6 separate regions of the Mus musculus genome follow, and regions 1, 2, 3, 4 and 5 are each linked to region 6. A link is a contact called in public HiChIP or PLAC-seq, Micro-C and promoter capture Hi-C data. All regions are on one chromosome and are shown on one strand. Each heading gives the region's core, a stretch centred on a gene start, on an enhancer-like site or on the middle of the called end of the contact. The rest is flanking DNA. Distances are from core to core; before and after follow the strand shown.

Region 1 (4,943 bases), core at 894-3,393, 610 kb before region 6:
TACCCCCATGCAGAGGCCTCTCCTATCCCTTTGCAAGCAAGGTACAGAAATAAGAGACCTGCCTCCCAAGGCAAGGCTCCTTTCTCAACTGTGGGTGTTTGTCCAAAATTAGCAAGGCCCCAGGCATCATCTGAAGCCACTTCCTGAACCAACCCTAGCAGGCTACTTCCAATTGGGGCTCTGTGGGAAAAAAAAGGGGGGGTGGGGGTGGGAGAGAGTTCACATCTCTAAAGACAGGTTGGCCTTCAGTGCTCAGCTTTGAACAGAGCTGGCGGCAGGCAGATACCTCTTTCCAAGTTTTCCACAGCTCTAGGTCAGAGCTGAGCCCAAGCAACCTTCACGTGTACACACACCTGAGTCCCCCAAGAACCCAGGGGAAACGTACCTCGATTTGCATAACATCGCAACCCCACTCGGGCTCTCCAGAGAATAATGCGCAGGTCCTGGGGTAGTTCCCCAGCTAGCAACGGAAAGAAAGTGCTTCTGGTTGATTCCTTTCAAATTACAATTCACAGTGGCCACCAGCTGGGAGAGATCCAAATACAGTTTCAAAGATTTCTGGGCCACAGAAGAGCTTTCTGTCCTGACTCTAAATAGAAGGACTACCGGCAACCCCCACCCGTGCACAAGTCCAGAAACCGTGCTGGAATGTGACACTAAGAGAGCCACTAACTGAAGATTGCTCCCCCCCCCCCGCCCCCAGCCACCCCCCACTTCACATGAGGTGTGCAGTAGCCTCAGTCAGACCCAGCTCCTTCCTGTGCCATCTCTGGGGTCTCTGCAGTTTCGAACTTTCCTCCTGCAGTTTCTTGCAGATTTCATCGGGAGAATTCCAGATGCCCAGAGAGCCAGGCTTCAGTGAAAAAAAAAAAAATCAATAAATCAATGACCAGTTTACTCGTCATTCTGAACCACCCTCATTCTGCTTGCCAGAGGGCACCTTCAACTCAGTGTCACGTGTTGTCTGCTCCTGACCTGAGCCTGTGTTAGACCACTGGGTGATCCTGAGTCTGATCCGCTACTGTAGTCGGGAGGCCCTTCCAGAACCCTGTTTATCTCCCCCCTGGCTCCAGCGTCTTCCTTCCTGGGTGCGCAGGTCGTGACCATCTTGACGCCAGAGGTCTTAGAGTGCCACTCTGTCTTGGAGAGGAATCAAAGCCAAGAATCTGGACAAATGACTTCCCTAGGAACAGCCACCTGCAAGGAAATACCCTGGAAGAGACTTGCTCCGGAAAAGTGACTCAGGTCAGGGGCTTTTGGGGGCGGGGAGATCTGGGAAGTCCAGTTACCACAGGGACCTTTAGATGTTAAAGTACACTAAGAACCCACCCTTCCACCCTCTGAGGGATATATCTGTTAGTCTCCCTTAACAGTTAAAACTGATAAGAAAAAAAGGTTATATTCAATAATGTATAAATGAAGAGTTAGAAACAAGTCATGTTGTCTTCCCATTAGTTCAATACTAATGTGCCCTAAGCTATACCACACAGGAACCCAGCAACCCTTCTCAAACACCAGACTCACAGACACACATCCCAGCTCTAACACCACAGATACACACACACACACACACACACACACACACACACACACACTCAACCTTAAACACCAGTTACGCGTGTAGAAGGGAAAGGATTTTTTTAAATAATTTGATACATTGTGTTTCACAAAATTCACCAAAGGTGGTTGTGAGCAAAAAGCCAGCAGCCAATCAGATTTGTCTTCCTGGTTTGTTGCAGTCAGACTCCATGGTTTTTGCCTCTTTGCTCAGTCAGAAGGGGGATGCTGATGTTTTTTCAACAAGGATCCCTCAAGTATCTCATCAGAGGAAATGAGACAAACAGCCCACCATTCGCCAGAGGAACTCCAGACACGCATTTAAGAGCGACACAGCAGGAGAGCCAGATAGCTGTAGTGCTGCACTGCTAGGCAGTCCTGAGCCTAGCGCGCAGGAGCAAAGAACGTAAGGTTACCAAGCCCAGCACGGGACACCCCAACCGGCGCAGATAAGGATCGGGAGCACGCGAGCAATCTCCAGCCTCACCCTATCCCGCCCCGGTCCCAGGTCCGCAGCAGCCCCACCCGGAAGGTTCCCATAGGCACACAAACCCGCTTGGCTCGGCTCCCCAGCTCCGCCTCGCCCGGTCCCAGCTCCACCTAGCCCCGACTCTGTACCGCCCAGTCCCAGAGCCCGCCCCTTCTGGGTCAGCCAATTGTCACGTGACCGCGGGCGTATCCGAGACTGCCTGAGATCGACGCTGTCTACCACCAGTTCCTCCTCAATTTCGAACCGCCCTTGTCCCATGGCGCTGGAGCCTCCCGGGTCAATGTGAAGTGACTTCTGCTCCTGATCCCAAGCCTGTGCTGGCACCTCTGGGTGAACAGGGTCAGATCCCCGCTCGTGACGTTAATGAAGCCCTGGTCCTTTAGGGGCTCTGTGGAGTTACACCCCAGGCCACCCCCTTCCGAGTTCTGACAGATTCGCTGGAGCTTCAGAGAGTGGACCTACAGACAGAAGGATTATTTGGGTCTGGCGGCTCAGGGGAGGAGGAGGGCTCGGGACTGGGGCCTCAGGTAGGGGCTGGCCTGGGCGCTCAAGGAACGAGCCTGCTGGAATCGCTCTGCCTTCCCTACCAAGGGACTGAGGACACAGGCCCATCTGTATCTCTGTCATGGCCCTGGGGACCCTCTTTTTGGCATTGGCTGCAGGCCTGAGCACTGCCAGCCCACCTAACATCCTGCTGATCTTTGCGGATGACCTGGGCTATGGGGACCTCGGCTCCTATGGGCACCCCAGTTCTACCACCCCTAACCTGGATCAGTTGGCTGAAGGTGGACTACGGTTCACAGATTTCTATGTGCCTGTGTCTCTGTGCACGCCATCTCGGTGAGTGAGGGACCTTTGCCCCTCCCCTCTCCCCTGGCTCATCCCATTTCTGTCTCTCTGTGGGTATGTCCACCATTCTCCCTCTTCTCTCTGGGTTCATCTCTGTGGGACTCGCAGATAATGGATTCTGTGGTTTGTACTACAGGGCCGCCCTCCTGACTGGCCGGCTCCCAGTTCGATCAGGCATGTACCCTGGAGTTCTGGGGCCCAGTTCCCAAGGGGGCTTGCCCTTGGAGGAGGTGACTTTAGCCGAAGTCCTGGCTGCTCGAGGCTACCTTACAGGGATGGCTGGCAAGTGGCATCTTGGAGTGGGGCCAGAGGGGGCCTTCCTGCCCCCGCATCAGGGCTTCCACCGATTCCTGGGCATCCCATATTCCCATGACCAGGTACAAACCAGCCGGACCCTCTGCTGCCCCCCAACACACACCCAAGCCCGCATACCAACTGTACCCTAACCCGTAGCCAGTCCTCCCTCACACTAACCGCTCTCTGCTCTCCCCAGGGTCCCTGTCAGAACCTAACGTGCTTCCCACCAGACATCCCCTGCAAAGGTGGCTGTGACCAAGGCCTTGTTCCCATCCCACTACTGGCCAACCTGACAGTGGAGGCCCAGCCCCCTTGGCTGCCTGGACTGGAGGCCCGGTATGTGTCTTTCTCCCGAGACCTCATGGCTGATGCCCAGCGCCAGGGCCGACCGTTCTTCCTGTACTACGCTTCCCACGTGAGTGACCCTGGCCCCGCCCCCTGACTGCCCAAGACCTGTACCCAGCCAGTGCTGACTCCAGTCTCTGCCCCCAGCACACTCACTACCCTCAGTTCAGTGGACAAAGCTTCACCAAGCGCTCAGGCCGTGGGCCATTTGGGGACTCCTTGATGGAGCTGGATGGAGCTGTAGGGGCCTTGATGACAACTGTGGGGGACCTCGGTCTGCTGGAAGAGACACTAGTCATCTTCACTGCAGATAACGGGTACGAGCCAAGCAAGGGATACTCGTTGCTCTATCACAGGCCAGGACTCTAGGGTAACTTCCACCCTAGCTGTTTGTTGACTGTATAAAAGACTCGAGAGGTGCTAGGCACGTTATGGTGATCCATAACCAGCAGTGGGGCAGGGTCCTTAGCCTCTTGTTACTGATGACTTCCTTGTGTGTCCCAGTCCTGAGTTGATGCGCATGTCCAATGGCGGCTGCTCTGGCCTCTTGAGATGTGGAAAAGGAACAACTTTTGAAGGTGGCGTCCGAGAGCCTGCCTTGGTCTACTGGCCAGGTCACATTACTCCTGGTCAGTCCCCTAGCCCTCTTTGTGTAGACCCATGGCCCCCATCTCCCTAGCCTCGATGGTGAATGGAGTGGCCGAACAGCCATCTGTCCACAGGTGTAACCCATGAGCTGGCCAGCTCTCTGGACCTGCTGCCCACCCTGGCAGCCCTGACCGGGGCTCCGCTGCCCAACGTCACCTTGGATGGTGTTGACATCAGCCCCTTGCTGCTAGGCACAGGCAAGGTAGGGCCAGTCATCCCTTGACACCATCCCCATGCTGGTCCTCCTTTAGGTATGAAACTGGGCAGTGCCGGAGAGTACATGCCTCATGTCTCCTTTGATGAGTGGCCCCTGAGTATCACCTCTCAGGATCCTGGGTGGGCCAAAGCGGGGAGTGGGGGTGGGGGTCCCATAACAGGGCGATACACAAGAGCTTTTAGAGATCTCTCCTATCCTGTCATCCTGACTTTTCCCTCAGAGCCCACGGAAGTCTGTCTTCTTCTACCCGCCCTACCCAGACGAGATCCATGGGGTCTTTGCTGTTCGGAATGGGAAATACAAGGCTCATTTCTTCACCCAGGGTACCCTGCTTCCCTTCCTGGCTTCCCCTCCCTAGCCCGGCTTGCTGACCCCCAGCTGCTCTGTCCTCTGCCCCTCCTTATGTAAAAAGCTGACACCCCCCCCATCCCCAGGCTCCGCCCACAGTGACACCACTTCAGATCCTGCCTGTCATGCTGCCAACCGTCTGACGGCTCATGAGCCCCCACTGCTCTACGACTTATCTCAGGACCCTGGGGA
Region 2 (4,898 bases), core at 2,112-4,611, 570 kb before region 6:
CTCTAGGTTCACCTCAGGAATGAACAATTCATATTCTTCCCCTGCTGTTTATGTATCATTTAGCTAGCTACTAAAGGCAGCTCTGCAATCAGAACTTGAGCAAACGGGCTCTTTGGCCCCTTTGTGTCCCCCCTTCTCTACTTCCCTGTCCCCGTAGTCTTGTTTTGCTTTGCAAGACATTCCTTCTAGGCCTTACTCGTGTGCCTGAGTTTTCCACAATTGTATATAGGTCAGAGTTTGGCCCGAGAAAGGAGCTGCAGACCATCTGGACACTCCCAGGGGCAAATGCTGCTCTGCCAACACATACACACACACATACACACACACACAGTGTTATTCAGTGAGCTATGACTTTGTATACTGTACTCTGTGTGTGTGCTATTTTTGCTGCAATAAACTTTGTGTGTGATAGACTTCAAACTTTCTATCCTATAATTATTTACTTGATGGAAAAACTGAAGCAAGAACTAGCAGGCTATAAGACTATTTGCCCTCTCTTGCAGGTTTGCACAAAAGTCTCTGTTTTGCACATTTCTTGAAGATTCTCTTGTTTTTGTTTTTGTTTTTCTATCCTTTAAGACAAACTGATTAAAAGTACACTGTAAGAGAGAAGCCAACAGTAGGAGTGCCTACTCCTGACACAGAGATTTGTCAACTTTTCCCACTGCTCAGTTTGTTAACCTGAGAAATTTATACTGAGCCCCAGGTGTATATGTAATACAAATAAACATACAAATAAACATTTGGTGATAACTCATAAAATACTTAAAAACAATTCTTAGGAATATGAAAATATATATATATATATTCTTAGGCCTAATATGTGTGTGTGTGTGTTTACCATTTGTTAAGGTGGGAAAAACTGCTTCCGAATGAGGCACATGCTTATGTTTAAATAAAACATTAAATTCTGGCCAGACATTGGTGGCTCATACCTCTTAACCATAGAACTCAGGAAATAGAGGCATCTCAGACCTCTGAGTTCAAGACCACCCTGACCACTCTGTACAATGACTTCCAGGATAGCCATGGCGACACAGAGAAACCCTGTCTCCAAAAACCAAAAACCGAACAAAAACCCCAAAACATTAAATTCTGGCTGAATGTTGGATACCCTGGGGTACAGAACAGTAACAGTTTTTCAAATTTGATATTCTTACTTTATGATTTTCAGTGCTGAGAGTTTGGCTTTAAATATGAAGTACAAAATAGCAGAAATATGTTTGGAGCCATTCATCGAGACCCTTGGAACTCTTTATGTCCACGAGGCAGATAAAGTTGCTCATGCTTTCCTTTGCTGTCTTCCCAGTCCATTCCTGGAGGAAGGATGGCCAAGAACCTGGCCAGAGACAGGAGACCTACGTCACCGGGTCACCAACTGTTTCAACAGTACACCACAGTCTCAAATACTAGCCAAGTTGGTGTGGCCACATGAAGTACGCATGCTGTGTGCTCAAAACCAAGGCTACAATTCAGTTATCTAGTGGTCAGAAACATCTTGAATTCCTTTGTCTTGATTTATTTTACATTAATTTCTGGTTATTATTTGTTCAGAAACCTTTACTGTCGCCAAATCTTTCACCAATCCCTACATTCAGCCAACCTCACGGGGTCATGCATGTCCCACAGGCTAAGAAGCTGACCTCTAGTAAGTCACAAAGGACAAGCTATGCCAACCCAGGCCTGACTTCCTGATAGGAGTAGTTATGTTAAAAAAAAAAAAAAAAGGCTGGAAAGATATGGTCTGGTCAGTCAGATAGCAGAATCAAGGCCACTTTCACCTAGAACCTCGGCCCAGAAAACAGAGCTTAGAACTCTTTCCCAGGCTCAAAAGCTAGCCAAAATAAAAAATAAAAACACCACCTAACATTTCCAGGCTGGTCCAGAGTTTTAACATTGCAACATAAAACAATGTTACCACCTACAAAGTTCATTCTCCACAAAGTTCACGGTCCAAAGTATTAAGGAAGTTAAAATACCCACCTGCACGTTTATCTGTCTGTGTCCTGACCCTGTACTCCTCTGCTTCTCCAGTGCTGGGATTAAAGGGGAGATAGCCTACATCTTTAAGCCAGCTCCCACAGCCTGGAGCAGGGGATGCCTCTCTCCAGCTCTCAGTGGGCCATGTAGGAAAACTGCTCATGGTTTTGACAATTCTAAAAAATTTTGTTTTGAAGTCAATTTTCTCTCTCTCTTTTTTTTTTAGGAGATCGGTCTGGAAACACCTCAGCTGTCTGCTTCACAGATTGCTCTTAAGGCTGCTCTCTGATTGGCTCCTCTGCTGCCACCCCATTAATTCTCTTACCACCTTTCTTCTCTCACTATGTAGCCTGGCTGGCCTGGAACCCAGTATATAGACTAGACTGTCCTCAGATTCACAGGTAATTAACCACCGATTTCAGTTTCCTGAATGCTTCCCCCGCGTTCTTATACACACACACACACACACACACACACACACACACCCCGCACCCGCACAATGAACTCTCTTCCCTTTTTTTTTTTTTAAGATTTATTTATTATATGTAAGTACACTGTAGCTGTCTTCAGACGCACCAGAAGAGGGCGTCAGATCTCATTACGGGTGGTTGTGAGCCATCATGTGGTTGCTGGGATTTGAACTCAGGACCTTCGGAAGAACAGTCAGTGCTCTTAACCACTGAGCCATCTCGCCAGCCCCCACTCCCTAGGCTTTCTAAAAAAGAATTATTTATTTTTTATGTGTATGAGTACACTGTGGCTATTTTCAGACACACCAGAAGAGGGCATCGGATCCCATTACATACAGACTGTTGTGAGCCACCACATGGTTGGCGGGAATTGAACTCAGGACCTCTGGAAGAGGGATCAGTGCTCTTAACCGCTTAGCCACCTCTTCAGCCCCATCCCTAGACTTTAAAGGAAAGTCTTTTCTTAACTCTAAGGTCTCATGTTCAATTCTCCCTCCCCTACACCGAAACTCGTAGCTTTGAGGCCCTTTCATTCTAATAAACCTCATCCTTCAGATGAATTATGGATTGTGTAAGCTTCCTTTCTAAGCTGACCATTAACGTCTCCCTCTTCCCGATATTTAACAGGAGAGAGACACACTCTCTCGAGAAAGAAAAATACTTTAAGTTATTGTGTTGGGTCACATTAATGGCGCTCATGCGGTCTATGCAGCGCTGGACACGCCGGACTGATTCTTATTACGCCTTCCAGCATCACATATACACCTGCTGCCTTGTGGAAAGGGGAATCGTTAGAACCTACGTTTTCATTCTTCCATTCACTTACCCCAACTGTCACCACAGGCTCGGCTAATCTACTCCCTAGTAGAGTGTCTCACACAGCAGCTGTTATAAAGGAGCCGCAAACTACCATCGTCCATTCATTGGCCAGAGCCTGGCTCGTAAGCTTTGCGGAGCTACTGTCCAACCGCCCACGGCGCTCGGGATTGGCCTACGTCACTTCCTTGGTTCCGGACACAGTCCACGCAGTAACTTGTTTTTGCAGAGACTGATAGGCGGATCGGGCGTGGCCCGAGCGCGCCCCACTCAGGGAAAGCTGCCGTCCCTCTTTGCCTTTGAGCGCCGCAGCCCTGAGAATCGCATCTGGCTTGGAAACGGTCCCAGGACTGGAGCCACCAAGAAAGCCGAAGGCAGTCGCGAAGAGCCGAGGACGCCCAGAGACTCTGCGGCTTCCGGGAAGCGGAACCGAGCCTACCCGGAAGGAGCCAACCTCACCTGAGGCTCGCTGAGCACCGGCAGGCGTTAAACCTAACGGAGCCCACGTCATGGCGGCAGACGGGACAGGGGTAGTCGGAGGAGGGGCTGTCGGCGGCGGCCTGCCCAAGGACGGTTTGCAGGATGCTAAGTGCCCAGAGCCAATCCCCAATCGGCGGCGCGCTTCCTCGCTGTCCCGTGACGCGCAGCGCCGAGCCTATCAGTGGTGCCGGGAGTACCTGGGCGGGGCCTGGCGCCGAGCGCGGCCGGAGGAGCTGAGCGTTTGTCCCGTGAGGTCAGGGGTCAGCCCTGGGGACCCTGGGGACACTCCCAGTTCGGTCGCCGTCAGTGCTACGCGGGGGGGTGGGGGGTGGGGGCAGGTCTGCAGCCTGCTGTGCTGGGGGGCGGGGTCCCCCTTCGGGACTTGGGAGGTCCTCTCGGGAAGGGTGTCTAGAGTGGGTCCCACCAATCGGGGGGACGACCCTTGCTGAGCCTGACCTGTGTGGATCTGCAGCGGAGGCCTCAGCAACCTGCTCTTCCGATGCTCACTACCGAACCACGTACCCAGTGTGGGCGGGGAGCCCCGGGAGGTGCTGCTACGACTCTACGGGGCCATCCTGCAGGTGAGGGAAAAGAAGGATCGTAACTTGGGAGTTCGGACATCTGGAGCAAGTGGTGCAGAAAGTGGTGTCTTATTTGTGTAGCTGAATATGCTGAAGCTCAAGAATTCTCAGTCAGTAAGAGCAGAAGTCCAAGCTATTGTAGATGAAGCCGATTTGGGCCAGTACCCACGTACCTCTGGCTTTTTCTGACATGAGCCCCTTTGCCATACATCTTTTATCAGGGTGTAGACTCCTTGGTATTAGAAAGCGTGATGTTCGCCATTCTCGCAGAGCGGTCTCTAGGGCCCCAGCTTTACGGAGTGTTTCCAGAGGGCCGCTTGGAACAGTACCTCCCAGTAAGAGCCCAGTTTTTGTTGTTTTTACCCCAAGTCTTTACCCTTCCCAAAGTCTGCCTTCACATCCCAGGTAGGGAAATTTCCCTAAGACCTTGATCTCCTCCCATCCCGTATCCCTTCCCCCTCCCGCCCCAGCCCCCTCACCACCCTGATAGGTTACTGGGTACAGAGCCGGCCGTTGAAAACTCAAGAGCTCCGGGACCCAGTGTTGTCGGGAGCCATTGCAACGAGGATGG
Region 3 (4,400 bases), core at 156-2,655, 640 kb before region 6:
CTTTGACCTTGGTGTATACACACACACACACACACACACACACACAGGACGAGCCCTTCCTATTGAGACTAGGTCTCCGTCCCTATGGAATGGCACTCAAATCACCTTTATATGTCACAAATGGTGTTAATATTATTTTGGGCTAACCTCAGAAGACATGGGAGTGAGTGGCAAGAGGAGGCAAATGTGCACACAAGTGACACTGTTCGCACCACATGACCCCTAACGCACTCACTCTTAAACCGCTCGCACCACACACACGCCCCGAGTGCAGTGCATGTGTGGCATGCATGTGCTCATTGTGTGCTGTCCAGATTGCTCGCTGCAAGCGCTCTACACACGGCGCTCACACTGTTTCTCCATGCTTAAGCTGCAACACACCACTTACCACACAGGCAGCTTGCACTTCACCCTGCCCACTGCACTCGAGGTGTACCCACCTCGGTCTCTCAGCACACTGCTCAGGCTGCACACAGCCCCCCACCGCGCCTGTCGCCAACTCCTCCCGGCCTGCCCTTCTACTGCTCCAGCCACGGAGCTCAAAGATCACACCCTGAGCGCTCCATTCCACCCCCACCCCAGTCGGCCCAGCACCTCCAGATAGGGCAGGGGCGTGTCCAGGTTAGGCGGGTAGTCCTGTAAGAGCCGCTCTTCATCCAGGAACTTGCCGGCGCGACCCCGGGAGGGAGGCTGGAATAGCCCGTAGTTGAGCGCGTCTTGAAGGCTATGATTGAGGGCGCAGAGCACACGCTGCTTGGCGGCCCACACGGGCGCGGTTGGGTCCAGACGCAGGCACTTCTGCAGCGGAGCGAGTCGTGAGCCCGGACCTGCGGGCGCAGGGCCCCGCGCCCCGGGCCCCGCTTTGGAGGGCTAGTTGGGGAGCGAGAGCAGGGACCCCGCGCCACCGCGCAGAGGCCGAGGCCCCGCCCCGGGGCTGGGCTTCCAGGGCCCCGCCCCGGCGATGGGGAGGGTCCCGCGGAGGCGGCGGGGGAGGGGCGAGTGGCCACGGCCGGGGGTCCTGGCGCAGGGCGCGCCCGGCGGGGGTCACCGCTAGCGGGCCACACAGGGGTACGGCGAGATCGCAAAGGCTCACCGTTTGTTGCAGGTCCGGGATGCCGACGCGCACGACCACGGCGCTGGCCCCGGGGCCGTCCATCCCGGTGCTAGCGCCCGGGCCCGGACTGTTCCCGGCGGAGAGAGGAGCGCACGGGGACTCCGCGCGGCGCCCTGGCCCCCCCTGACCCCCCGCAAGAGCCCCGCCGACCGCGCTACGCGGGAGGGGGCCGGGGGGGGCCGGGGCCGGGGCCAGCGCGGGGGACAGCGGCTCCGGGGGCTCCGCAGGCGCAGCGGCGGCGGCGACGGCGGCACGGTTTAGCTGCATCGGCCCCGGCTTCGAGCGGCGCCTGCCTTCCCCGGGGGCGGGGGCGGCGGGGGGAGGGGGCCCGAGCCCGGAGCGGAGCGGAGGCGGGGAGGGGGCCGCGCCGGAGGCGGGGATGGGAAGCCCGGGGCCGGGAAACTGGGGTCCCCCGCGGGGTCGGGGCGGCGTGGGCGTGTGGTGCAGAGGGCGGGGGCCGGGGGCCCGCGCCGAAGAGGGGGGGGGTTGGCTGTCGAGGGGGAGTGGCTGACACAGCGGGGGGATGGCACGCCGCGCTTCCGCTGCAGGCGAGCGTCGCAGACCACCGTACTGGGGTGACGGAGGGTTCTAGAGCTGGGTGGGGAACGCGTCGGGGCAAGAGGACCCACAGGCCGACTGAGAGGGAGAGACAAGCAGGAAAATTGGTGACCCGGGGTGGAAATCTCCCCAGTCTGCCGACCCCACTCCAGACCCCAAGGAGGTGGTGGGGTCACCCGAGCACGGTGCTGGGTGGGAGTCGGAGGGCTGCAAACCCCAGGCGCGAGCAGGGCGGAGCTGCAGTCCACGGGAGCTCCCCCCAGACCAACCCTTCTAACCGCGCCCAGGGTGTTCCTCTCGGCCCCCACCACAACCGAGTTTGGGGAGTCTGTCCGGACTCTGCGGGCCTCCCGCACCTTGGGTAGCCCAACCTTGCAGCTGGTCGCCCCCTCCCCGTCACCTTAGCGACAGCAGGCTGGGGGCGCGACCTACGAGGAAAGGCTTAGGGGAGGGGGCGCCACTAGTCTCCACCTGCGGCGGGGAACTGAATTTTAGTTTCACACGTTGTCGTGGCAACGCGGGAGGGGGTGACGAGTGGGCGGGGAGGGGAGCGCTGCGAGTGAACCAACTCAGGCGCCGCCCGCGTGGCGTGCCAGCCTTAGCCCGGCGCTGCCTCGGAAGTGCCCAACGCACGGGGGCCTAGCTCCCAAGGCCCAGAAAGGTGTAGCCCCTGAATGGATGAATTGCCCTACTCGGTAGTGTCTACTGCCTTCCACTGCACTCTCCCGCATACCTAGACTTACACCTCACCCCCTAAAGGCCCCAGAGAGCCACTCATCGGTGGCGGCACAAACTGGACAGCTTTTGTGGAGCAGCCTGGCCGGGAACTCTGCCAGTGGCAGAAAGCATCCCCTTAGCCACAGCCTCTCCTACCTTCTCCGTGAGCAACCCTGGATCGCCCACAAAACTGGCTATTCCTGCGCATCCCAGGAATAACCCTGGACTACCCTGGTCCTATACACGATAGAGCCTCCCCAGATCCCACCCCCTGACCACCTGGGTCACCTCAGAAATGCCCTCACCCCACACAGAACAGTGATTGGCTTAGACTGCCCCCCCCCAGAACAGCCTGCACTCCCCCACGGATCCTCCACTTTCCCAAAATGTTTCATGACTCCATATAGGGCTCTCTGACCAATCGCAACCACACAGCATTGTCCTCCATGGACCACCTGGCTCACTCCCACATCCCTACCCCTTGAGGGAGAGCCTTCTCCCTAAAGAACCTCCCTTAAAAAACCCGCTTACCCGGCAGAGCTGAGTCTCCAGTGCCTCTGTACGTCTGTTCCCTGCTACCCTCAAGCCTGGGTGGACCCCTCCGTGCTTGGGGAAGTGAAGCCCCAGTAGGCTCTGACCTCCAAGCCCCTCCCAAGGTGTGCCTGAGTGGTGCAACTTAGGGTACCCTAGGGCTTAGGGCAGGATGTCAGAGGAGCAGGAGAGGAAAGAGTCTCCCTTATCTCCAGGAAGCACCTTGGGAAGCTCGGGGCTGGGTTTCCTGTGTTCCAACCCAGAGAGGAAACTCTGCTTCCTGACCCTGGAGTCTCTAACATCTTCCTCCCTTGCCTCTTTCCTCTCCGCCTTGACCCCTGCCCCAACTCCCTCTGGCTAAACCCAGTCCCTCCCATCAAAATCTCCACCCATCTTTTATTTCCAGCTCCCCTTTCCCCTAAACTAGCTGCCTGCTGGTGGAAAATGATGGCTAGAGATCACCAGTGATAAGACAGGAGTGGAGGAATCCCATGTCCTCAATCAGGCAGCTGGCCAGCCTTGGGCACTCTGTAGACATGTCCTTGACCTGAATGGACCCAGAGCCCTGGGTCTTACCCTTTCAGGCTTACTATCCCAAACTGGACCTCGTGGGAGCCCTTAAGCCTCCCCTGACCTCCCTTGCTGAGTGAATCTAATTATGTTTGATCTTTGTTGCCAAGCTTTGGGGGGAGAAAGTATTTTTTTTAACCAGCTACCTGCAGACTGACCCCCATCTCTGGCCCCAACTAGCCTTCACACTCCCAGGGTGACATCAAGCCTGTGGCCTGCACAGTGCCTGGCCCACTCTTAGTGAATCTCACAGTGCCCCAGCCTGCTCCCTGCTAAACAACAACAGTAACAATGCCCAGAAACACATGGGTGTCTTTCCCAATGGGTTCCTGGAGAGCTAATTAATAGGATAGAGGTGTTTTAGCAATTATTTTGTTGAGGATAACTTCAGGTTCCTCCTTACCTCTCCCAAGCCACTTGAGCAGCCCCAGCTGCCCTCCCTCAGGCCCATCTGACCCCCTATCTCCCAGGGAAGGTGACAGGACACTGCCTTGGCCCTACCTTCAAATGCCAGGGTGGTTTGCTTATTCCTTCCTTTCACCAGGGCCAAAATTCTGGAAAGATCTTATTTTGGCTAGCCACACACTTCTTCCCCTCCTCCTGGTGCACTTTCGGTTACACAGCTTCAAAAGACTTGGGGGTGGAGAAAGATTTGTAACGAGTGCAGGGCATGTGGATGGGATTGGGAGCAAATACACAGCAGTCGTCCTCAGCCCCCTGTTCCTGCAGCTGCCCCCAGGCCACTTCCATGGGTCCACTACTTAAGCATCCCCTGGAGATGCCCAAATCTCCATGCTCAGCACATCCACACCCTAAGTTTACTCTGGCCTGTGATTCATACTTCCATTCGTACCCACTGGCCCTCTGGTTGACCTTGCTTGGCCCTGTCGGTTCCTCTGTCTGCTAGGTA
Region 4 (4,481 bases), core at 327-2,826, 730 kb before region 6:
TGAGAATTGAAATCAGGACCTCTGGAAGAGTAGTCAGTGCTCTTAACCGCTGAGCCATCTCTTTAGCCCCTTTCATAGCTGATTTCATAGTTTAGATATTATTAGTGCTGAGAATGCTGCTACCGCACAAAGCAGCAGATGTGTGTTTGGAGTGATCTCAAAACTTGTTGGAAATTTTGTCCTCATCCCAAGCCAAAATTTATTTAGTCCTTTTTTTTTTTTAAGAAAAACAAAACTCAACAACTCAAAACACCAATTTCTAAAAACCAAGTATTTTAACATGATATAATCCAAAGATATACTAATTAGATAAATACTGTTTGAAATGCTGGTAGGAGAATATACAATAATAATAATAATAACAACAACAACATCCATGAAGCCTGAGGTGAGGAACTCCCACCTCCAACACACACACACACACACACACACACACACACACACACACAGTGTTGGAACTCATCCATCACTGAGCACAATAGCTTTGAACCTAGAATATTTCAGGCAGTGTTCTAGACTCTCTATGGCACTGCAGCAGGAGCATGTTGTAAAGCTGAGGTAAATCCCCAAGAGTCCATAAAGCGAAGGCTCCCAAGAGACACCACGGATACATTACAGTTTTTATTGTGAAATAATTTTTGATCTTTGCTATTAGGTCTCAAGCAATTGGCTAACTGAGGCGCCTATTTAACATATCAATGCAGACCTGGGTTCTCCCAGCATGCCCAGTCTCTACCTGTTAGAGGGTAGGGCTAGCATCCCCTGCCCCTACCCTAAACTACTCCAGCCCAAGGGCTGGGGGGAGGGGGGCTTTTCCCTAGTTGCCCCTCCATATATAGAGAGAGATTAAGAAAGTCAGAGCTCAGGGGCTCTTATGGAAGAGCTGGGGGAATGATTGAGGGCCCCCCCCCGGGGGGGGGGGGTATATGAACTCCACAGGAAGACTGACAGAGTCAAATAACCTGGACCCTTGAGGGTTCTCAGAAACTGAACCGCCAACCAAAGGGCATACACGGTTGGACACACAACACACACACACACACACACACACACACAGTAGGTGTGAAGCTCAGTCTTCATGTGGGTCCCCCAGCAACTGGAGTGGGGAGGGGGCTACCCCTAAAGCTGTTGCCCGTCTGTGGAATTCCTCTAGCTGGGTGGGCTGCCTTATCTGGCCTCAGTGGGAAAGGATGCACCTAGCCCTGCAGAGACTTAGTGTGCCAAGGTGAGAGAACACCCAAGGTCGGGGAAGGGGTGCAGGGGCTCTACTCTCTGAGAAAAGGAAGAGATGGGGGAAGGGACTGTGTGAGGGGGAGTCGGGTGGGAGAGGCAGCTACCGGTATGGAAAGTGAATAAATAAATTAAGGGGGGGTGTGTCGAGAAACAAGGCATCACATACTGCAGCAACCTGTTGCTGGCCATATGCCTCTCCAACCTGCGGTTCCCACTCCCACCGCAGACCAGTATGCCAGAGCATCCGCTCTGTCATCCCCGGGTCAGTAGAACAGATGCGCATCCTGGAAGGTGCCAGACAGACAGGCACTGCGCTAGCCAGCCCGCGCCTCGCTGAGGTCCTTCGGGCCATTGCCGGACAGCCCAGCTCGGGGTCCTGGTGCGGTCGCGTAGCAGCGGCAGAGACGCGGCCGAGCTGCTGCGGGACTGCAGTCATCTGTAAACGGGTAAGGCGGCTGGCTGCCTTGGCGGCCCAGGGGCTGTGGTGGGCGAGCGCATCTGCGGTGTTCCGGGTCCCTCTAAGCCTCCGCGAAGCCGAAAGTGCCTGGGGAACCCGCCCGAGAGGTGGGGCGGAGGGAAGGCGGAGACCCAGCCGAGAGCCGACCGCAGATCGCGGGTCCTTTATAAGGAGATGAGGGGTTAGGCCTGGTGGGCGCCTAAAAAACGTTTGTCCCACGAAAGAAAGCCCTCGTAAATCGCGAAGACACTGACAGTCACTGAGGGCTTCCATTGTGAGTCGATAGTCGGGGTTTGGCTTTCGAACGGACCACTCCCAGTCAGGCTGTAGTGTGAATGCCGTGCGTCCAGCTGGCGAAGAATCTGGATTATTGTACATTCGTACATTCGAAGCAGTGTTTGTCGAATCGGATTTGAATATGAAACGAGTGGACCGGGCTAGAGATGATGTTACGCACTGGTGTTGACACTGGATAGTAGTCACGTCTTATACTTGTGGAAATATGAGAAGTGTGCATAGAACTAGTTTACTGTTTATGTTTAACGTGTAACGTTCCTATATGCCCTAGTCTCCTGTTTACAAAACTGATGAGCAGTTAAATATCTGAGTTTAGGCAGTGCAGGACAAAGTCTTGACATGGTATTGTTTGTATCATCTACATTTAGGAATTGGGTAAAATTACAGAGCAGTAGTTCTCAACTTGTGTGACCCTTTTGGGAGTCTAATGATCCACTCTTTACAGGGCACACCTAAAACCATCAGAAAAATACAGATATTTTCATCACTACAGTTATGAAGTAGCAACTGGAATAATATTATGGTTGAGGGAGTCACCACCACATGAGCCACTAGTTGCAGCATTAGGAAGGCTGAAAGCCACTAGAGGTTTAAAAAGGACACCCGCAAAATAAAAATAAATAAATAAAAGTTTTGAGGAATTACCAAGGTGAAGGGACTGTGATGCTGATGGCAGCAATGGGACAGAGAAGGAAAGTGGTCATGAATGGGTCAGGCATCATAGATTGTACAGTTAATGTCTGCCTGTTTTTGCGAAATATCAGATTTCCATGTGACTTGGGCACTCTGTTGATGTTTGTTGCTTGTGTTTTTACAAGTAAAAATATGTATATAGAAAATGTATATATGCTGAACTTGTAAATCTAGTACAGAAGGTAGGGAGAGAGGTGTGACCCAGACACCTCTGCAATGAGAAATGTCAGGAGACTCCAGAGACAGAGATAGAGCTCCCAGGCTCAGCGCATGGTGGCCAAGTTGTCAGGATGTGGGTTCTCTCTCATCAGCTGCTCAGGAAGAAGAAGAAACTAGATTTAGTTGAGGGGAGTTCTCACCTCTTAACGGCGAACTCTTGTCGGCTTTCCCAGACGGTGACGAGACCCCGGGGCTGGCAGTCGTCTGCCAACAAGAGCCGATGGCAGGGGACAGAAACAGGCACTGTGAGCTGGAGCAGGAGAAGTACGACACCCATGAGAACGTGAAGATCATCTGCCTGGGGGACAGTGCGGTGGGCAAGTCCAAGTACGTCAGAAAATCAGGGAAGAGCAAACGACCCCAGAGCGGCCCTGGGTGGATGAGAAAGGTCCTCCAGAGATGGAGAGAGTGTATGTGGTTTCTGTGAGCTGGTGAGGGGGGCACCATGATGGGAGACCAGGTGTGCATGGGCAGAAATGTCAGTAACTGTGTTCAGGAGGAAATGAGAGAGAGTCGAAGGGACAGAAATCAGGGAGCCTTCTGAGTCCTCACAAGAGCTGTTGGGTGGATTGCCCTGGAAATTACTGGTATAGTAGAGGGGTGGCAACTGCGATATTACTGCCTCTGTGAGGTTGGGGGGTTACTGGAACAGGGCAGTGGGGATGGGGAAAGGAACAGGACAGGTAGAATAAAGGCAGGAAAGATGCTTCCTTGGAGAGACACCCCCCACCCCCACCCCGAGGTTGAACGATAACTGACTGCAATGGTGTAAATGACTGGATTATTCTGCACAGAGCCTGCCTGTGCAGGTATAGAACTCCCCACCTGGAGATCTGCACTCTTTTGGCTTCTCTCCATCAGGCACCTGCCTCTCACCCACTCAGGGTGCGGTGCTGAGGATACACACTCATCTCTGCCTTCAAAGGATGAGGGGAGAGTTGCTCCTACGTAAATGTCCACTTTCGTCTCCCATCCCTCAAGTCCGCAGGTCACCTCACATTCTACGTCAGACTCACAGAGCCATGAATGGTTTCTAGGGGTCTTGCTAGTTTGGGGCAAGCTTCCGAACAGACATTCGTTTCTCCACCTCCCATGGAAGCTCAGCTGTGGTGTCTTACAGTTGCTCTAACCTCAGTGAGATCCCATGCAATGAAAGTAAGGATTTGGAAGATTACCCAGAGAACAGAAGTGTCAGGCAAGGGGAGACCAGTTGTTGGCTTAATAATTGATAGACCTTTAGGGAAATCTGGACTGGCGAGAAGCCCAGGGAAGGCCTAAGTCAGCACTAGCCTAAAATCTAAGCAGCTAACAGAACATCAAAAGACTAACACAGTTCTGGCCTCTCAGACATTTTGAATATAAGAAGTTCCCACCCCTTTCATACGTTAAGCAGGATGTTAGAGACCGTGATAGAATCTGTGTCTAGGAAGGCCTGTGGGTGAGAAGACCTTGTTCAGTTTCAGTGGGACTCCCGAGTTCTCTGCCAGTTTTCAGTCTGTGCCCAGAGGCCCCTTTCCCAGGGGATTTCAAATCTCATCATGTTGACGTTTGAAATTATTCACCATAGAAGTGTTAAAATCTG
Region 5 (4,744 bases), core at 1,090-3,589, 590 kb before region 6:
CCCCAGACCCCATCATGTGTACACCGCCAGCCTGCTGCCTTTGTAGCATTTTATCAGTTCACAGCTCCTGACTTACACACCAGACTGTAAGACCACCAGAACAGGGTCGCATCCACACTGCACTGGCGTACTCCCATGGGAACATCATCAATAAGATGTAACAGAAGAATGCATCAACATGGAGCGCTGGTGATTCACCAAGTCTGTACCAACCCCGGGGTCTTTGGCATAGCCAGTCCTTCTGCCAGCAATTCCTTTCTTCCACACCCTCCTACCTAAACCCATCTGCCTGGTTCCTGCTAACCTCGGGGTTCTGTGACTTAAAATTTCCTCTGGGAAGTTTTCCTGGTTCCCTCCGTCTGGACTGGATTCCCGTCCCCATCATCACACTCTGTGTCCAGTTGGAACGGGGCCACTGGCATACTAGTGATCACTATCTCTCACTTATATTCACCCTCCCGCCCCCTCCCTCCTTCCCCCCCTAAACTGAGAGTTGGTGGGGTGGGGCTGCTATCTGGCTCTGCTCAATGCCTGTAAAGCACCCCCCCCCCCACTTGACACATGGCATTTCCTCAAAACAAGCAGAAATGGAAACATATAGACAGAAGGGCTGAAAGGGAAAGATTTTAAAGGGAGATGAGCTAGAGAGGCCACAGAGGTTGAGTTTTGGGAGAAAATGGAGGGTTTAGAGCTTTGTGGGGAGTGATCTAAAGAAGGAGCACCCAGGCACACCTCCTCTTGTGGCACTATGCTGGGTAGATCTGCCAAATAAGAGCCTCTGAAGGGCCTACGGCGTGTTAGGAAAGAAGACTGGCACCAAGGGGCCATCAGCAAGAGCAGAGGATTTTTTGCACAGCAGCTGAACTCAAGACTCCCTAAACCCACAAGCATGCTAGGGAGGCTGAGCCTGTGTGAACCTCCTCCATACTCAGACCCTACACACCCAGCCCCTTTCCCCACCTTCTCACAGTGGTCCGAGTCGTAGCTAAGGCCCAGGCCACAGTCGTCCGTGATCTCAGACAGGTCTTCATCATCAAATTCTTCCAGGCTTATGTCCTGGGGAGGCCTGAAGAGGAGGCCAGGGTCAGAAGGCCACCTGACCTAGGCTCCTGGCCTGAGAGCTGATCCTGAGGACATTGGTGGGAAAGGTCCAGCTCCCAGGGCCCCCAGCTCCCATGCTAAAGCCGTGTCGTTTTTTGACCCCAGGCACTGCTCTCCCCTGGGTCCCCTCCTCCACCACAGGGAATGAGCCCAGAGGAGGCATCCCTCCACAAACCCCTCCCACTCCTTTTCAGCTCAGCTCCCAGCCCCTGTGGGTCACAGCTTCAGCCTCAGGGGAGATACCTTGAACCAACGGGGGGGGGGGGGGGGAGGGGGGGGAGCTGCGACAACAGGAGAGGGAGGGGTCCAGCTGTTCCCCATCCACTCCTACACAGAAACAGGCCTACATCCAAACATCCAGCCCCTCCAATCCCAACTTCCCCATCTCACCCCCAGAGCTTCAAGCTTGATTTCACTCTCTGCCGTCCTGGGGGGAGGGGGGGTTGGGAGGGAAGAGGGCTAGGGGCAAGGCCCTAGCCTTTATGGAAGGAGGCATAACAAGGCCAAAAGGACACTGGCAGGAACAGACTAGGTGCTGAACACCCTGCCTAAAATCCCTCAAAGGGTCAATCGAGAGACCGCACCCTTGCTAGGTCATCGGTCCTGGCTGGGTGCGGTTCGGTATCCCAACAAGAAAAGTGAATGTGTATCTCTGTGTGGGGGTGGGAAAGGGGGGGGGTTGCCATTGGGTCTGCGCGACAAGGAGCAAACACCGAAGGACCCGGAGCCCAGGGTGGGGGATGGGAGCATCAGTCAGAGGCCTGCAAACCAAGGAGGCGCCCTGGCCTGGGTAGTTGAAGTCGATGGGGTGGAGTGGCAGGCCGAAGAGACCTACGTGAAGATGAGACCCGCCGAATGCGTACCTGCAGCCGGGAGGCGACAGCGAGTGAAAGGTGGAGAGAGAAAACATCTCCGCGCGATCCGCCATCTTCCCTGGAACCGCCGGCCGGCAGCGAGGGGGAGGGGTGAGGAGCACCGCGCGCCCTTGGTGCTCAGGCTCGCGGCCTCTGTCTCCCCACTCACCTCGTGACACGCCCTGCGACACCCGTCGGCGACACACCTCAGCGCCCTGCCAGGACACCGCGGCAGCAAGCCGCGCCGCAGGGGTGAGGGGAGGGAGTGGCGCAGGGCGGGGCCTGAGGTGGGGGCGGAGGAATGGGGGTCGAGCCGAGAAAGGATGCGGGATGCGAGGTGGTGGTGGTAGCGGTGGTGGTGAGATTCTGGTCGGGAGAGCTGGCGGGCGGCTTGCGTGGTCCTAGCGTGGAATAGGCGAGAAGGGATAGGTGGAAGCAGAGACACGCTGGTAGACCAAAGGTTTCTGCAGGAGCCGAGAGAGGTGCGGGGGAAATGGGTGCGGTAGACCCAGGAGCCAGGACCAACGCGGCCCGGGAATGCGCGCCTCTGGTTACAGCGGTGTGCAGTGCTCCTGGGAGGTGGACTGCTCGTGGAGGGGTGATGGGCGAGGACTTAGGAACAGCGTTCATGCCCCGGCAAATTCGAAAAGCAGAGTTGGTCAGGAACCCACCAGACCTCCTAACCCACCAGACCTCCTAATCCACCAGACCTCCTAACCCACCCAGACCTCCTAACCCGCGCTAGACCTACTAACCCGCTAGACTTCCTAACGGGTGGCAGAGGGAGCTGTCCACCCGAGGGTGCTGATCAGAGCTCGTCGGAGCTGTTCTCCACTGGGTGCTGATGAGGTCAAAAGAAACTTCTCCTTAAGATTTGCTGACTCCAGCTATTATCCTGACAGTGCTAATGGAACCGGGACAGTGACTCTGTCTCAAAGGATGTGAAGAGGTCTGGAATCAGAGTCCAGCATTCAGAAGCCAACATTGAACTTTCTCTGTGTGGTACAGACTTGAAGATCCTGGGCAGAGATAGTGGTGGACACTAGAAGTTGAGGCTATGTTCATCAACTGAGCAGCTGTTTCTTGGGGCCACCTATGCTCTTGGCTCTGTTTTGAGTATGGAAAACCTCCAAGTTGAGGCATAGGCTTACTAAGAAGTTCTGTGTAGAGAGGCAGGGCAGAAATGGAGCCAATTGTGAAGTGAGGCAGAAGATCAAAGTAGTGATGGACAAGCTAGAGAAGAAGGGGTAGGGAGCCTCACACTGGAATTAAGTTTTGAAGGAAGAAAGAGACACTAGAGTGTTACGGCTGGAAATCACAGAGCAGAAGGGACTCAGATAGTCAGGTGAGACACCCTGCTCAACCAGTTTCTTAATTTCTGAATTGCCAACGAGTGTGACTTCTCCAGGCTTTCTCGGAATTCACTGGAATTGTACAACCCTGAACTCATCTCAGACTATAACCCCACACAAGCCTCTCTCTTATCAAATGATCACACCCAGATTCCAAAAGCATAGACAACCCCGGGAGGGGTTACCTCCCACTTCTCCTGTGGGGTTTCTCGTTGGCTCCAAGAGCACAGATTCTCCAGACTTAAGATCTAAGAGTGGTTACCCATCTTCATTTAGCCACCAACGTTCCGAACATGAGGCAATTATTCAATGCACCAGAACTCAGTTTCTCCATCTGAATAAAGGTCCTGTGACACACATAAACCCCGGGCACAGTGATTTATTAACAATCACTTAACATCTATCCTTCTAAATGCACAGTCGGGCATAGTGGCTCCTGTCTTTAATCCTGGCATGCAGAAAGCAGAAGCAAGTGGTTCTCTGTAAGCTTAGACTACATAGTGAGTTCAAGGCCAGCCAGGGCTGCAGAGTGAACACACACACACACACACACACACACACACACAGAGAGAGAGAGAGAGAGAGAAATGATGTATGAGAGGGTAGCAGTGACTCGCATACCTTTCTTACCGGAGCAGACTTTGAGAGAGCCTCCTGACCGGCTGGCATTGGCTTGGAGCCCTCTTATCTATCATGCTCAATGTTTCCCAACTTCACTGTTTTAATGTTAACGTTCCCTCTTGCCTCAACATCCATTGCTACTGCAACACTGACAAGTCCCTGTCTTCTTCAGCTGCACGCAGAACATCTCCATTGCTGGTGTTCTGAGGCTTCAATCCAGTGTATCTTCGTGTAGATTTATTTAACATGTCTTCTCTGCCTGAGGCTCACTGGTCTTAATTACATGAATCTCTATTTCATTAGTGAAAAGAATCTGACAAACATTACCTCTTAAGAATATACTTTCCCGCTGTGCGTGTTGGCGCATGCCTTTAATCCCAGCACCCGGGAGGCAGAGGCAGGCGGATTTCTGAGTTCGAGGCTAGCCTGGTCTACAAAATGAGTTCCAGGACAGCCAGGGCTATACAGAGAAACCCTGTCTCAAAAAAACATATATATACACACTTTCCCGTTATATATATACACACTTTAAATACTGTCTCAGAACCAACTACGGTGGTGCATTGCCTGTAATCCCAGCTCTTACTATGCTGAGGTGGGGAAAGCTAAGTTTTCAGGCTAGCCTGAGCTACACAGTGAACCTCTTGCCTCAAAAAACGCAAACAGCAAAATATGGACTCTGCTGCATCCCTTCTTTATTTCCAGCTTCTTTCCCACTAAACTCATGATGGGTTTTTTGTCTCTAGCCTCCAGGACTTCTTAACCTCTTGCTTATGTTTTTCATATCTATGTCTTTCTGGATGATTTTTATTTTAG
Region 6 (4,782 bases), core at 2,205-4,704:
TACAACCCCACCCCTGATGCTTAGTCACACCAGGGTCACAGAAACACAGCTGCTAAAATAAATTAAGGGCTTGAGACTCTGTCCCCCAACCCCAGCTTTCAGAGCCAGCAAGCAGACTGTACAAGGTCAATAATTTAAACCCCTCCCCAGCGCAGAGTGCTCAGGGTGACAGGGTCTCCCACTCCCCTTAAATTAGCCACTGTACAAATGCTTCCTCCCGCAAACACGGGGGTTGGGGAACTCCTCCAGGTGCAGGAATTAGGATGGGGGTCTGTGGACTCAACAGCCACATTTGACTTTCAACACCCCAGGGGCCTGGAGAAGGTGGTTGCTTGGAGGAACCTCAGCAAATAAATTAAACAATAAATAGCCCCAGCAGGGCGGGGGCGCCCTCCAGGGTGATCACACCATAAATAAGAGACCGTGGTGGCACGCTTAGGTTGCGTGCGGAGCCGTGCCGTGCCGGGGAGGCAGACGGGCAGCAGTGGCCCAGCGTTGCATTGCTTGTGCAGACATGCCCAGATGAACACCAGGAGACTGGAGGGTTGGAGGTGGGCACCACAGGGCGCTCCATGTCAAACACACTTGGTCAGGAAGGCTGCCTCCTGAGATGGAGCAGCAGGGTCGGGATCTCTGGTTCAAGTATCCACCCAGGGCAGGACCTTGCTTAGCCCGCAGCCATCTTTGGACAGAAGAGCTCAAGAAAACCCAGGCCCTGTGGAGCAGCGTTCAAAAAGGCACTCAAAGCAAAGGAAACAGGCCCGGTGCCGAGAGCAAAGGTCACCAGGGGTCAGAGGTCACTGCTTTTGCAGCAGACATCCCAGGCAGAAAGTGTTCAATTCTGGGAGAGCGCTGGCTAGGCCGAGCCCAGGCCCCTTCTCCTCCTCACAAGCTCTCACTGCTGGAAGTGGTACTGGCTCCGTCGTCAGTATCCAGGGCACAAAGCCGAAGGTCACAGTTCTCTGGAACGCTCCCCTCTGTCCCCAGCATCCAGGGGTGGGCAGCAATTTGGTCCAGGGAGGGCCTCTCTGAGGGCCTCAGGGAGAGACACCACTCAATAAGCTGCTGGCACTCTGCAGAGAGAACAGGGGGTCAGAGTCCTGCTGCAACACTGCCCTGCCCCCAACACGGCCCCAGCCAGCTTCTACAACACACCTGGGGAGACCCTCCTCCGGAAAAAGAGCCTGCCGCGCAAGATCTCCTCATCCTGCTCAAAGGGAATGTCCCCACACACCATGTCGTAGAGCAGTACACCCAGAGACCACACAGTGGCAGACCGCCCGTGATATCGGTGATATCGGATCCACTCTGGGGGGCTGTACACACGGGTGCCTGAGGGAAGAATCGGGATTAGGTACACATCAGGATATATACACACTGGGGGGTGAACACACTGAACAACGGGCCTTCATTAGCTCTCAGCCAGCCTCCATGGGGCCTCTGAGAATCTTGCTTGTCATCACCCTGGAAAAACCCCAACACAGCTGCAGGCGGGACTCAGGAAAGGAGGGACATGGAGGGCAGGGGAGGAACAGGAGTGAAGGGGAGGTGAAGGCCCACCCCTAACAGGCCCCAAGGCAGGAGCGCGTCACATGAGCTCCGGCTCCAGTTTCACAACAAACAGATACAACGTAAGCCACTGGGAACCAGGCCTGGTGTTCTAGCTCCTCCCGCCCCGGCTCGCCTTGCTCAGCTCTGCAAGGCTCGGAAAGGGGAGGAGAGGAGCTTAGAAAGAGGAGGGGCGGGAGAGATGGGAGGAGGGAGGAGAGGAGTGGGGGAGCCCCGGCTTCCCCGCGCTCCGCAATGCGGGGATTTCTACTGCGGCGCCCCCGCGCTCCGCACGCACGCACGCACGCAAGGGAGGCCCGCGAGCGCCCTCCCCGGCACAGGGAGGGGCCACGGCGCCGAGGCGGCTGGCGGGGGCCCTGCGTCACGCGCGTATCGCGGGTCTCCCTGGCTGCCACCCACCGTCCCCAGACCCTGCGCCCTCACACCGCAGAGGGCTACCCCGGTGTCCCCAGTCCCCCCCACCCCTCCCGTAAGCCAGGCGTGGCGCGTGGCCGCCTAACAGTCGCCGGAACGCCGCACCACCTGCTCACCATCAAAGTCAGTGTAGACCGTGTCCTTGAGCACCGCGCCCGAGCCGAAGTCGATGAGCTTCAGCTCTCCCGAGCGCAGGTCCACCAGCAGGTTCTCGTCCTTGATGTCGCGGTGCACGACCCCACAATTGTGGCAGTGCCGCACAGCGGCAAGCACCTGCGCGAAGAAGCGACGCGCCAGCGGCTCGTCCAGGGCGCCTCGTTCAGTGATGAAGTCGAAGAGGTCCTGTGCCGGCTCGGGTCGCTCCAGCACCAACAAGAAGCCGTCGGGCCGCTCGAACCAGTCCAGCAAGCGGATGACGCCGCGCGCGCCGCCCGCCGCGCCCACCTTGCGCAGCAGCACCACCTCCAGGGGCACGGCCACTCCGCCCTGGGGGACAAGGCGGTCATCGGACAAAGCCAAGGCAACCCACACCCGCATGCCCCGCACCCGCACGCCCCGCACCCGCATACTTACGAGACTGCCCCACTCGGTCACCCGCTCCTTCACCACGTGCTTCACAGCCACCTGCGGGGAAAAGAGGGGGCGACACGCGAGCGGTCAGACGGGCGGCCGAGCGTGGCGATCGTCCACGCGGGTGCGCCCGGAGCCACGACTCACCGGGAGTCCGTCGGCGATGCGGCTGCCCGCGTAGACCGTGCCGAAGCCGCCGCTGCCCAGCACGGCGCCCACCTGGTACACCTTCTCGAAGCTCTCCTTGTCAGCCTTGGCTGTGGGACAAACAATCGGGTTGATGATGACCCAAAGCCACCCCCCGGCCCCCGCCCAGGCCCCCTCCCTGGTCCCCACACATACCTGGCTGTAGGATCTTCACTGGGAGGTGGTCCACGCCGCCAGGCCCGCAGAGGTGCGCCAGGGAGCCGAACTTGGACAGCAGCATCGCGGGTGGCCTCGCGTGCGGTGCCGCCTCTGACCCGTCCGGCAAGGACGCGGGAGGGCGGTCTTCCTGACCGCAGACAGCGCGGCGGATCCCACGGCCCCGAGGCCGAGCGCTCAGCGGGGCAGCCGCGCGGCGCAGTTGCCCGGTGGCCGCGCGAAAGCGCGTAGACGGCAGCTGGCCGAGCAGCTCACACGCCCCGGCCGCCTCGCCCCGGGGTTTTGGACCACGGAGATGTGTATCCTTCCGCGGAGGCGGGGCCGCCTGAAGCTCCGCCTCCTTCCGCCCGAGGCTCGCTTTGCGGTGTGGCTGTTTTGAGTCTCGCAGGGCGGTGCTGGGGAAGCCGGACGCTCCCTGTCGTTTCACCAAGGGCTGGTGGCGCGCGGGGACGACGACCCGTCCGGACTAGCTTGCCGTAGTAGAGTCGCGGAGGTGCACGGCGTTCCGCGGCTTTCACGGCGCTCTCACCCGCCCTGCGCACGCGCAGCTCGCGCGCGGGCGGCGGCCCCCTTATGTCTCCGGCAGCGCGGGCGGGGCCGCATAAGCCAATGAAAATCGAGGTTTTGAAAGGACACGGGGACTCAGCCAATGGCAGCGTAGGGCGGGGCCTTCCGAGCCTCGCCCCCCAGGCCGCGCTGAGGAAGGTCACTCTCCGGCTCCGCGAGTTACGCGTGTTGTTCCCTCGTTCTTCGTGGGCGTTTGTGGCTGGGGGTGTGCGAGGAGTCGGCCCCCTCTGAGAAGCGGAAGTCCGGGAGGACAGTCGTGCGGCCCTGAGGCCTACGCTGACACTAGCTCTGTGTGCGTCACCCGCTGCTCGCGCGCCACGATGCGCACGTGGCTGGGCGACAGAGAAAGCATTGCCCTCAGACCTCTCAACCCAGCCTCAGCTCCCTGGAGCACACCTTGAGTGTTCGCCCATCAGCTAGGCTCAGATCTCATGCTCCTAGCTGGGTACTTATGAGAGCCTCCTAAACCCTAGATCCTCCCTCCTGGGAACTTGTCCCTCTGCTCTAAGGCCATCTGACAAAGTGTCCCTTTAGCTGCTCACAACTACCAAAGGTCCTTTGTTGATGACTATTATGCCCATAGTTCCGTCCTGAGCAGCTCAAGTAGACACAGCCTACAGCAGTCTCCCTGTGTCCTTTTTACCTATACCTTAAGACACCAGTGAAATTAGACTCAACTGTTGTTGACCCCTGGCTAAGTCACTGACCCAAGAGCAACCCAGGACTTGGAGTTGTCATCTGTCATAGCTGGGTGAGAATGAGTTGAGAGCCATTGCTCCCTGGACTTCAGTTTGATGTCTAAACGATTCAACTGTCGTTCCTGAACTGCTACTACTTGGGGGATCTGGAGCCTGGCTTCCCACTGGCTTATCCATGTTCCTCCACTAACACCGCAATCCACACTTTCTCTCTCTGGAACCTTTCTGAGGCGCCTACTGCCTTGACACTATTTGGGGCCCACCTGGTTTCCTCACCCCCTTTCTGTCTTTGTGGCCTAGACCCTCAACAGTCTGGACACACTCAGGCCCTCGGAATAGGTCTCAGGTTCTTGGAGCTCTGTCTGGCTGTCTCCTAACATGCTTTCCAGGAGCTGACCACATCTGCCAAGAACAAAGCTTTCCATACCAGCTATCAGCAGGGTTTACAGGGTACCTGCTCAGGTGTGGGGGAGGGGCGGGGGTTGTCTGCCTGTGGGTGCTTTCAAAGGACCAGCTAAGAACCCAACAGGGCCTGTGCTCCTCCTGGCCAGGACAATCTGGTTGTATTGGACCCCAGTCTTTCGGGAGAGGGAGGGAGGGA

The links. Promoter capture Hi-C pulls out the DNA fragments that hold promoters and counts their contacts. Hi-C and Micro-C count contacts between places; a contact is called where the count stands out from the background. HiChIP or PLAC-seq counts read pairs in DNA pulled down with a chosen protein or histone mark. Capture Hi-C pulls out chosen DNA fragments and counts their contacts.
Region 1: a contact with region 6 is called in a promoter capture Hi-C map of liver, with 3 times the contacts expected there. The contact joins the promoter of C230037L18Rik here to the promoter of Pim3 in region 6. A contact is called at or near these places in 6 of 39 promoter capture datasets (the C10 cell line, liver, maxillary cranial neural crest and 1 more), 4 of 484 Hi-C or Micro-C datasets (B cells, CD4 T cells, CD8 T cells and 1 more), 5 of 115 datasets of contacts at active chromatin or transcription factors (bone marrow-derived macrophages, embryonic stem cells, large pre-B cells and 2 more) and 3 of 9 other capture datasets (adipose tissue, liver and pancreatic islet).
Region 2: a contact with region 6 is called in a promoter capture Hi-C map of pre-B cells. The contact joins the promoter of C730034F03Rik here to the promoter of Pim3 in region 6. A contact is called at or near these places in 12 of 39 promoter capture datasets (the C10 cell line, the HPC-7 cell line, cranial neural crest and 6 more), 6 of 484 Hi-C or Micro-C datasets (CD4 T cells, CD8 T cells, cardiomyocytes and 3 more), 9 of 115 datasets of contacts at active chromatin or transcription factors (the 230-238 cell line, epiblast stem cells, large pre-B cells and 6 more) and 3 of 9 other capture datasets (adipose tissue, liver and macrophages).
Region 3: a contact with region 6 is called in a Micro-C map of embryonic stem cells, with 1.9 times the contacts expected there. The contact joins the promoter of Shank3 here to the promoter of Pim3 in region 6. A contact is called at or near these places in 2 of 39 promoter capture datasets (cranial neural crest and hematopoietic stem and progenitor cells), 1 of 484 Hi-C or Micro-C datasets (embryonic stem cells) and 2 of 115 datasets of contacts at active chromatin or transcription factors (extraembryonic endoderm stem cells and pancreatic cancer cells).
Region 4: a contact with region 6 is called in an HNF4G HiChIP or PLAC-seq map of pancreatic cancer cells. The contact joins the promoter of Rabl2 here to the promoter of Pim3 in region 6. A contact is called at or near these places in 2 of 115 datasets of contacts at active chromatin or transcription factors (bone marrow-derived macrophages and pancreatic cancer cells).
Region 5: an H3K4me3 HiChIP or PLAC-seq map of pro-B cells shows a contact between it and region 6, with 4 times the contacts expected there. The contact joins the promoter of Mapk8ip2 here to the promoter of Pim3 in region 6. A contact is called at or near these places in 3 of 39 promoter capture datasets (hematopoietic stem and progenitor cells, hippocampal neurons and pre-B cells) and 4 of 115 datasets of contacts at active chromatin or transcription factors (epiblast stem cells, large pre-B cells, pancreatic cancer cells and 1 more).

The regions. Positions count from the first base shown.
Region 1 is chr15:89,473,452-89,478,394 of GRCm38.p6, reverse strand. C230037L18Rik (RIKEN cDNA C230037L18 gene) reads right to left here and starts at 2,143. Exons shown (of 5, transcript NR_077233.1): 1 at 2,110-2,143; 2 at 976-1,136; 3 at 748-853; 4 at 386-525. Arsa (arylsulfatase A) reads left to right here and starts at 971. Exons shown (of 9, transcript NM_009713.4): 1 at 971-1,245; 2 at 1,740-2,887; 3 at 3,033-3,273; 4 at 3,390-3,608; 5 at 3,686-3,855; 6 at 4,043-4,167; 7 at 4,261-4,388; 8 at 4,624-4,726; 9 at 4,838-4,943. The coding sequence starts at 2,673.
Region 2 is chr15:89,428,478-89,433,375 of GRCm38.p6, reverse strand. It overlaps C730034F03Rik (a long non-coding RNA gene), which reads right to left and starts at 3,361. Exons shown (of 4, transcript XR_875570.1): 1 at 3,277-3,361. It overlaps Chkb (choline kinase beta), which reads left to right and starts at 3,449. Exons shown (of 11, transcript NM_007692.6): 1 at 3,449-3,999; 2 at 4,219-4,327; 3 at 4,549-4,662; 4 at 4,832-4,898. The coding sequence starts at 3,776. Gm44502 (predicted readthrough transcript (NMD candidate), 44502) reads left to right here and starts at 3,449. Exons shown (of 27, transcript NR_004843.2): 1 at 3,449-3,999; 2 at 4,219-4,327; 3 at 4,549-4,898.
Region 3 is chr15:89,496,613-89,501,012 of GRCm38.p6, reverse strand. Shank3 (SH3 and multiple ankyrin repeat domains 3) reads right to left here and starts at 1,405. Exons shown (of 22, transcript NM_021423.4): 1 at 1,094-1,405; 2 at 595-798. The coding sequence starts at 1,381.
Region 4 is chr15:89,589,018-89,593,498 of GRCm38.p6, reverse strand. Rabl2 (RAB, member RAS oncogene family-like 2) reads left to right here and starts at 1,576. Exons shown (of 9, transcript NM_026817.3): 1 at 1,576-1,679; 2 at 3,073-3,226. The coding sequence starts at 3,120.
Region 5 is chr15:89,451,506-89,456,249 of GRCm38.p6, reverse strand. Mapk8ip2 (mitogen-activated protein kinase 8 interacting protein 2) reads right to left here and starts at 2,339. Exons shown (of 12, transcript NM_021921.3): 1 at 1,965-2,339; 2 at 961-1,066. The coding sequence starts at 2,029.
Region 6 is chr15:88,860,866-88,865,647 of GRCm38.p6, reverse strand. It overlaps Pim3 (proviral integration site 3), which reads right to left and starts at 3,454. Exons shown (of 6, transcript NM_145478.2): 1 at 2,896-3,454; 2 at 2,701-2,810; 3 at 2,557-2,607; 4 at 2,100-2,469; 5 at 1,156-1,332; 6 at 1-1,073. The coding sequence starts at 2,980. The coding sequence ends at 886. Gm33049 reads right to left here. Exons shown (of 3, transcript XM_006521646.3): 3 at 3,142-3,815. The coding sequence ends at 3,168.